Regions from separate parts of the Mus musculus genome. Here region 2 is linked to region 1. A link is a contact called in public Hi-C data. All regions are on one chromosome and are shown on one strand. Each heading gives the region's core, a stretch centred on a gene start, on an enhancer-like site or on the middle of the called end of the contact. The rest is flanking DNA. Distances are from core to core; before and after follow the strand shown.

What was found. A called contact is a pair of places that touch in the nucleus more often than the background predicts.
Region 2: a Hi-C map of the N1E-115 cell line shows a contact between it and region 1, with 4 times the contacts expected there. The contact joins two enhancer-like sites. A contact is called at or near these places in 19 of 484 Hi-C or Micro-C datasets (the AML12 cell line, the C2C12 cell line, the HL-1 cell line and 12 more), 6 of 115 datasets of contacts at active chromatin or transcription factors (bone marrow-derived dendritic cells, embryonic stem cells, extraembryonic endoderm stem cells and 1 more) and 1 of 9 other capture datasets (embryonic stem cells).

Annotation. Positions count from the first base shown.
Region 1 is chr11:55,232,239-55,235,909 of GRCm38.p6, forward strand. It overlaps Slc36a1 (solute carrier family 36 (proton/amino acid symporter), member 1), which reads left to right. Exons shown (of 11, transcript NM_153139.4): 11 at 129-3,671. The coding sequence ends at 400. Among named protein-coding and RNA genes, the nearest start is that of Slc36a1, 30 kb to the left of the region's middle. Within about 2 kb of position 2,208, at least 6 of the 459 cell types and tissues checked have an H3K27ac peak or open chromatin away from gene starts, as enhancers often do. A contact at or near this core is called in the N1E-115 cell line, where this site is marked.
Region 2 is chr11:55,385,838-55,389,482 of GRCm38.p6, forward strand. No RefSeq gene overlaps it. Among named protein-coding and RNA genes, the nearest start is that of Gm31842, 4.8 kb to the left of the region's middle. Within about 2 kb of position 1,569, at least 7 of the 459 cell types and tissues checked have an H3K27ac peak or open chromatin away from gene starts, as enhancers often do. A contact at or near this core is called in the N1E-115 cell line, where this site is marked.

The sequences.
Region 1 (3,671 bases), core at 958-3,457:
AGATAGCATCTTAACTTCCTTCGAGTTCTCAGTTCTAAACGTGGACCCAGGCCAAACTTTCTGGGCAATGAGCATATCTCCTACAGCCCCAGGCACTCTTGAACAAAGACGTCCCCCTCTCTCTGCAGGTGTGCTGGCCATCCTCATCCCACGCCTGGACCTGGTCATCTCCCTGGTGGGCTCTGTGAGCAGCAGCGCCCTGGCCCTCATCATCCCGCCCCTGCTGGAGGTGGTCACCTACTATGGAGAGGGCATTAGCCCCCTGACCGTCACCAAGGATGCCCTCATCAGCATCCTGGGCTTCGTGGGCTTCGTGGTGGGGACCTACGAGTCTCTGTGTGAGCTGATCCAGCCAAGCCATAGCGACTCCTCTACCAATTCCACCAGTGCCTTCATATAAGGATCTGGGTGTGCTCCCTCCACCAGCCTCACCCTGTGTGTCTCCCAGTAGTGTCCCCACATCCTCAGGTATAGTCCAGCCTCTGGAAAAAGGCAGGGTTGCTGCCTGGGCACTGCTCTATCTGGCATTGGACCCTTGGGTAACCTGGGCTAGATGAGACTGAGACTGGGGGAGGGCGGGGAGCAGCCCCTCCACTTGTGATGGTGCCGTCGCTGCTCTCCTTCATCACGCCTCCTCCCTCGGCACTGCCCCCCCCGCCACCCCCCCGCCCCCCCCCCCCCCCCCCGTCTGACCAGCCACGCCTAAATTATTCCCATTGCACAGCTCACTTTATTTAAAAGGTAGTCTCTGGCTCCCGACATTTTCTCCTTTCCTGGGCCAGGCCTAGATTAAATAAGTGGGGACTCTCATGTTTTACAAAGCCAGGCCTCTTTCTCATCAGGCTCCCAAATGCTGTACCTCACTGTTCCACCCAGCTGAGTCCTGAGAGGGTTCTGGATGCCCCCCCACCCCCAATAGTTTACAGCCAGCCCTGAATGCTGAAGGTTTCCATCTGCTGTCTGACTTGGGGAACCCACAGGCCACGTCACCTCTTCTCGTTTCCTCTGTGTAGGTCACAGTGCTGCCCCTTGATTTCTTTAAAGACAATGAGACACTGCTCAGGCTGGAGGTATTTACGGTGTATTTAAGCTTAGGGTTCAGGCTCTTGACTTCAGACCTGGCATCACAGCTTCAGCAGCTTGGCACTTGGCTTCTCCTTCCACTAAGACACCTGCTCCAGGGGACCTTGGATATGCCCTCCGCCCTGCCCTCTTGGCCATTTTGTTGTTTGTTTGTCTGTTTTGTTTTTGTTTTGTTTCCAGACAGGGTCTCATGTCACCAGAGTTGGCTTTGAACTTGCTTGCTGTGTAGTCAAGGATGACGATGGGCTCTCAGTTCTCCTACCGTTGCCTCAAGTATGGAGGTTACTAGCATGAGCTGCCACTCCCAGCTGGCTCAGAGACCTCAAGCAGATCATGTGAGCATGCACCGCCTCTGGAAGCCCCATGCTTCTGTGGACTTCCATTCATGAGACTGACTCCATATGGGCACTCGGAAGTACTCGTGTATACAAGGCTAAGGACGGGGCGCAGTTCCTCTTCATAGACACTACGCACAAGGGTCATTGTTTACAGTTCCTGGGGAGAGAGCAGAATCCCTGCCTTGCCCCAAGCTGCCTCTGTATCCTGGGCTTCCAAGGAACCACTAAACACTAACTGTGGCCCATACCTGCCCCTATTATGCCTCTCACAGAGTCACCTGGCTTCTAGGTCAGTCATCTTAGGGTGTGCCTTTAGAGGCCACTGAGAGTCCATGACTTGCCACTGCTCCCCTGTTGATGTCAGGATTCCCAAAGGACAGCTGTTGGCTCTCCATCTCTGGGTTATGTGTGTGTGTGTGTGTGTGTGTGTGTGTGTGTGTGTGTGTGTGTGTGATAGTGAACACGTGTGCATGCACACATATGCACACTACAGAGCGGTTTGTGTCTCCTCTCTGGTTACCAGGCTCTTAACTACAGATAGGATTTGCCTTGAAACTCGAGTTAGAGAAAGAAGCAAGAATTTATCAGAGTGCTGCTTTTGTGTTTGACAGAAGCTAGTGGCCCAACCTTGCAGCCAAGCCCCTTCTCGCTGTTCTGTCCAGAGCCTGCTGCGTGACTTCTAGGTCACAGGATGGGAAGGATGGTTTCTGGCTACAGCAGCCACTGTCCTTAGCAGCGTTGCTAGGAGTAGCCATTGCTGTCTTGGCCCCGAGGAGAGCAATGCTTTTTTCCCTTTCTGGCATCAGCATCCCCACAGGTGCTTATGTGGCCTGGTTCCAGCTGGGACTCACAGACGCCTTGCTTTCTGAAGTCTCAGGCTGGAAAGTGACCAAAGTAGGTTTAGACGCTGGCCAGCAACCCAACTGTGGGCCAGGCTCTCTCTTAGAAGCCACCTGAGCTTGGCTTCCTGGGTGGGAAGAAAGTCTATTCTGAACTTTTACAGGCGCTCCTACCCAGGTCTAGACCCATTGTCCAAGGCCAGCTACTCTTCAGGGCCCCTGGCCTGACACGGTGTGGTGTGCCTTCTGTAGCATTTGGCTGAGGGCAGCTTCCTTGGTACCTTGGTATGGCCCACATCTTTTGACCTCTTGCTATACTCCTGAGGTACTGTCAGTTTGGTGACCTGACTCTTTGAGCAAGGTCAGGGCCTTTCTGGATGGACACCAGGAAGCTGCTAAGCACATAGTGCCAGGCGCCACACACAGCCCAGGCGCCCACAGGAGCCCTGAGTCAGAGCCCTCCTGACCCCTCCCACTGTCAGTTTGGAGCCAGATGGCCCCCGGTGGGAAAACAGATAAATGGGAGCTTGGGCAGAACAATATAGACAAGGCTTGTGGAAACTAAGCCTGAATCCAGATGCCCCAGAGGCAGACATGCCCCATCCTTGCCAGCCCATTCCTTGTCTGTACCCAAAGTCAGAGGCCAGTTATCGAAAACTTGAATGTGAGCACTTGCTGGGAAGCATGTGATCTAGCCCGAGCAACCCACCGTGCCCTTAGCTGTGGCATCACTTGTGCTGCTGTCTGGGTCGGGAGAGGTAGAGGTTAGCTTAGGCCCACCTGTCTCACCTCACTAGCCACACCTATGGGCAGGTGCTCCTGTCTGCTCTCTTCCCCTGGAAGTCTTGTGCTAAGTGTGATCAGTGGTCTGAAGCTAGATCCCAGAGCCTGTCCTTAGGCTGTCTCATCCTCAGATTTCTCCCTCCCGTCAGTGTCTGCTCTTTGGATTCCATTGTTTCACTTGATCCTTCCAGGAAGTGCAGAGCTCAGATCATGTTTACAGCACTCACTACCCCCTTCTAATGCCCGCCCGCCCACCTGCCTGCCCGACAAGGGCTCTGGACAAGGGTTTGCTTTCCCTGCTAGCCAGCCCCAGCCACCATTCCCACTGGCACACTGAGGCTTTCTGGGGCCTGATATGGGAACCAGACAGAGTGGTCGGACGTGGCAATCAGGAGGGTGGCGCCAAGCTGGCTTGAGAATTTAATTTTCCAAAGTACATTACAAATCAGATACCATTAGGGGAAAGCGGGCCATGTGGCTCATCTTTGAAACTGTGGTCAATACTTGAAGGCACTTTAGTCCTGCTGGCCGCGCCAGCTTCCGTCTGGCCGGTGTCTTCTTTTTCTGTGTGTCCCGAGCCATTCACTGGTCAGAGACATTAAACCGTGCTCATAAGCAGTTATCAAAA
Region 2 (3,645 bases), core at 319-2,818, 150 kb after region 1:
CTGCTCAACCCAAAGATTTTATTATTATTATTATATATAAGTATACTGTAGCTGTGTTCAGACACACCAGAAGAGGGTGCCGGATCTCATTACGGGTGATTGTGAGCTACCACGTAGTTGCTGGGATTTGAACTCAGGACCTTCAGAAGAGAAGTCAGTGCTCTTACCTGCTGAGCCATCTCGCCAGCCCACGTCATTTTATTCTTATCATGTAATATTAGTGCATTACCTGAAATATATACAAGAAATAGTGAATGTCAATTTGTTCACAGCCTTCTGCACAGAGTGGGGTTTTCTGTCCAGTACCTCTCCCTTTGTGAGGTATTTTCAATACTGAAAGAAAATCTGAGGCTGGGAGTTGGAGGTGGCTTGGCTGTCATCATGTGATCTTCCACTTCATGCCTGCATTTGCGTCAGAGGTGAGGCTCCAGGCTTCTCCCATTGCACCTGGGCAGGCTATGGTCTCTTCTGAGGTCGGCAGCCAGGCTCCAGCTCGAGGCCACAGCCTCCTCTTCAGCTATCCTTTAGCTGAGAGCTGGAGGTGTGGTCTGTTTCCCAGGGTCCAGGGATCTTTGTGATTCTCTCTAGGGGATCCTGACAGTGTCATGAAGTGTGGGTAGTGAGCTGTGTCACACCTCTTCTTTCTGAGACTCAGTTTCTCCACCCGTGTAGCAGTGTACTGAGCGATGCCACAGTGCCAATGATTCCCCCAAGGTTCTAAAAAGCCACCGTTCAGGCTGCTACTCAGCCTGAGCTGAGCATCTGCGAGGTCCATTCCTGAGTACAGCCTGCCCCCTTCTGGTCTCTCGTGGTAGTGCTCAGTAAGCTTGGCAATTAAGACGCTGCCAATAGTGACTGCACTACCCTCTGGGACCTTCTAGGAAGCTGTGGCAGAGTCTGGAGAAACTAGAAGGCCTTCAAAAGACTAGTCAGTCCAGCTCTCCCGGGGTCTCACCTCCTGCATGCCTCGGCTCTTTCGCTTTTTTCTTTTTTCCTTTGCTATGCTATAGAATCAGGTCTTTGCACTTGTGAAGCAAGTACCCCTCTACCCATAGGACTCCATACCCAGCTGCTGTGTGACTTTTCCTGAAAAAACACCTTTTAAAGGTCTATTTACTCAAGCTAGGGAATTAACAATAGACAAAATGGCTCCACCCAAGTCCAGCTTAGTTTTGGGGTCACATGGGTAACGGAAAAACAGCCGCATCCCTGATTAGCCCATCTTGCCGTGAGTGACAGTTCACAACAGCAGCATCCCTGAAGCTGTATGCCTAAGTTGCAGGCAGCTCCTCAAGTGTCTTCTCCAGTAGCTGTTCTTTGCTGCTATAACCTTGAGGAAGGATCTCTATTGTAAGTGTTTCTGCCTAGGTGGAAGGGTATTCTGGGACTCAGAAGCCTAGGAGCCACGCAGCTCTGAGGGGAGAAAGTATTCCAGTGGAAGAGCATCCAGAGACGCGGGGCGGGGGGAGGGGGGAAGGAGGGAGGAGGGAGTGTCCAGGAACCATACAGCTGTGAGGGGGACAGTGTCCCGAGAGAAGGGCATCCCGAGACTTGGGAGCTCAGGAGCCACGCGGCTCTGAGGAAGCCTCCTCAGCAGAGGTGTTGCAGCTCCCAGAGGATGATGTTCCCAGCTGAGCTCAGGAACTTCAGCCGCTATTCTTTGCATCTTCTCAATCACTCCAGGCAATAAATCTCATGAAAGAGATTTATTGAAGGGTCCAGTGTGTGGAGGGACAAACCCAGGAACGGCTGCCCTCTGCTCGCAGAAGTGGGCAGCAAAAATTGGACAAAGAACAGTGCTTTTATAGAATTTCTTAGGGGTGAAGCTTTTCAAGGCAGAGATTTCCAGAGCGAGGATTGGTGGGATTTCAAGTCATGAGCTTGGGGAGTTCAAGGATTGGTGGGATTTCCTGTTCACGGATTTGTTGGTTTCCTGTTCAGGGATATGGGTTAGCTGTTCAGGGATTGGTGGGTTTCCTGCTCAGAAATTGGTGGGTTTGTGGGAAGCTCAGGGATTGGTGGCTTTTTTCACCCGCTTTTCCCTGAATCGGGGCCATGGGTTAAGGGTGGAAAGTCCTTCCAGGCTGCATTTGGCTTTTGCTGAGGCACCATCTCTGTGGAGCTGCTGAGGGCGGCGGGGGGAGGGGGGTGGAGAGGGGCTGGAGAGGAGGTGCTGCCACTGTAAACAGCTCCCGTGGGACGGATCCTGCACTAGTGTTTCACCAAGGATGTAGGCTGAAGCAGGAAAGGGTAGCCACTGTGGACAGCTCCTGTGATGGCTGCAGGCTGAGGAAATGTCGCAGTGCCGCCATTTTGACAGTAGTGACCATTTCTGACAGCTCCTACAGGGGCTCACCATGGCCAAGACTCGGGCAGAGAAGGAGGGGCCACCACGCTGCTTTAGGGACTATAATTGTAAGTTTCATTAGGTTCCAAAAAGGAATGTTGGAGGAAGTAGCCACAAGACCCAGCTCTTTTTCAGTATCGTCTCCTATTGCTGTGATAAAATATGCTGATAAAACCAAAGTAAGTAAGAAAAGGTTTCTCTCGGCTCATAGTTACAGTCCATTATGGCAGAGAAGTCAGCAGGGGCCTGAAGTGACTAGTCACATTTTATCCCCAGTCAGGAAGAAGAGAGCAGTGAATGTTTATCCTTTACATACAGTCCAGGATCCTAGCCTAGGGAATGGTGCCACCCATAACTGTTGAGTATCTTAGTTTAGGTTAATATTGCTATGACAGAACCATGACCAAAGCAAGTTGGGGAGGAAAGGGTTTTGGTTTACACTTCTACATCACTGTTTATTATTTAAGTTCCTGCTCATCAAAACAGGAACTCAAAGTCAGAGCAGGAACCTAGTGGCAGAAACTGATGCAGAGGTCACGGAATTCTCTGGCTTGCTCCTCGTGGCATGTTCAGCCTGCTTTCTTAAAGAATCTAGGACCACCAGCCCAAGGATAACACTACCCACAGTGAGTGTACTGGGACCTCCCTCAACAATCACTAATTGATAAAATGCCCTACAGCTGGATCTTATGGAGGTATTTGTTTCATTTGAGGTTCTCTCATTTCAAATGACTCTAGCTTATGTCAAGTTGGCACAAAACTATCCTGGACAGTGAGTCTTCGCATCTCCTTAACCTAATCAAGAGAATCCCACGGATGTGCCCAGAGCCCTGTCTCTCAAGTGATTCTATACCTAAAGTTGACAACTGAGATTGGCCACTGGGTCTCCTAGGTAGCCCTGGCTGGATTTGAACTCACAATCCTGCTTCCTGAGTGCTGAGACTTCACTGTGCAATGCTGTACCCATCAAAGAGTAATATAGTAAGATAGCATTTTGTTTTGTTTTGTTTTGATGGTGTTGCTTAGCAATCCCAGGCCCCTTCTCTAAATGAGCACTCTACTATTGGGCTAACCCCCTAGCCCTTCTTGAGTGGCTTCCAAACAAACAAGTGAGCTAAACTTTGTATCCAACTCTCTTTTAAAAGCATTAACCAAATTCCTTGGGCTTAGTTTGCTGTGTATTTTTACCTTGCATTTAAGATGCACTGGGGTTCAGCAACCTGTAGTCAAAGGACGATTGAACTTCACTTTGTGCTAAGTCTCACCAGGAATCATATGTCCATCCCCCCACTCAAGAC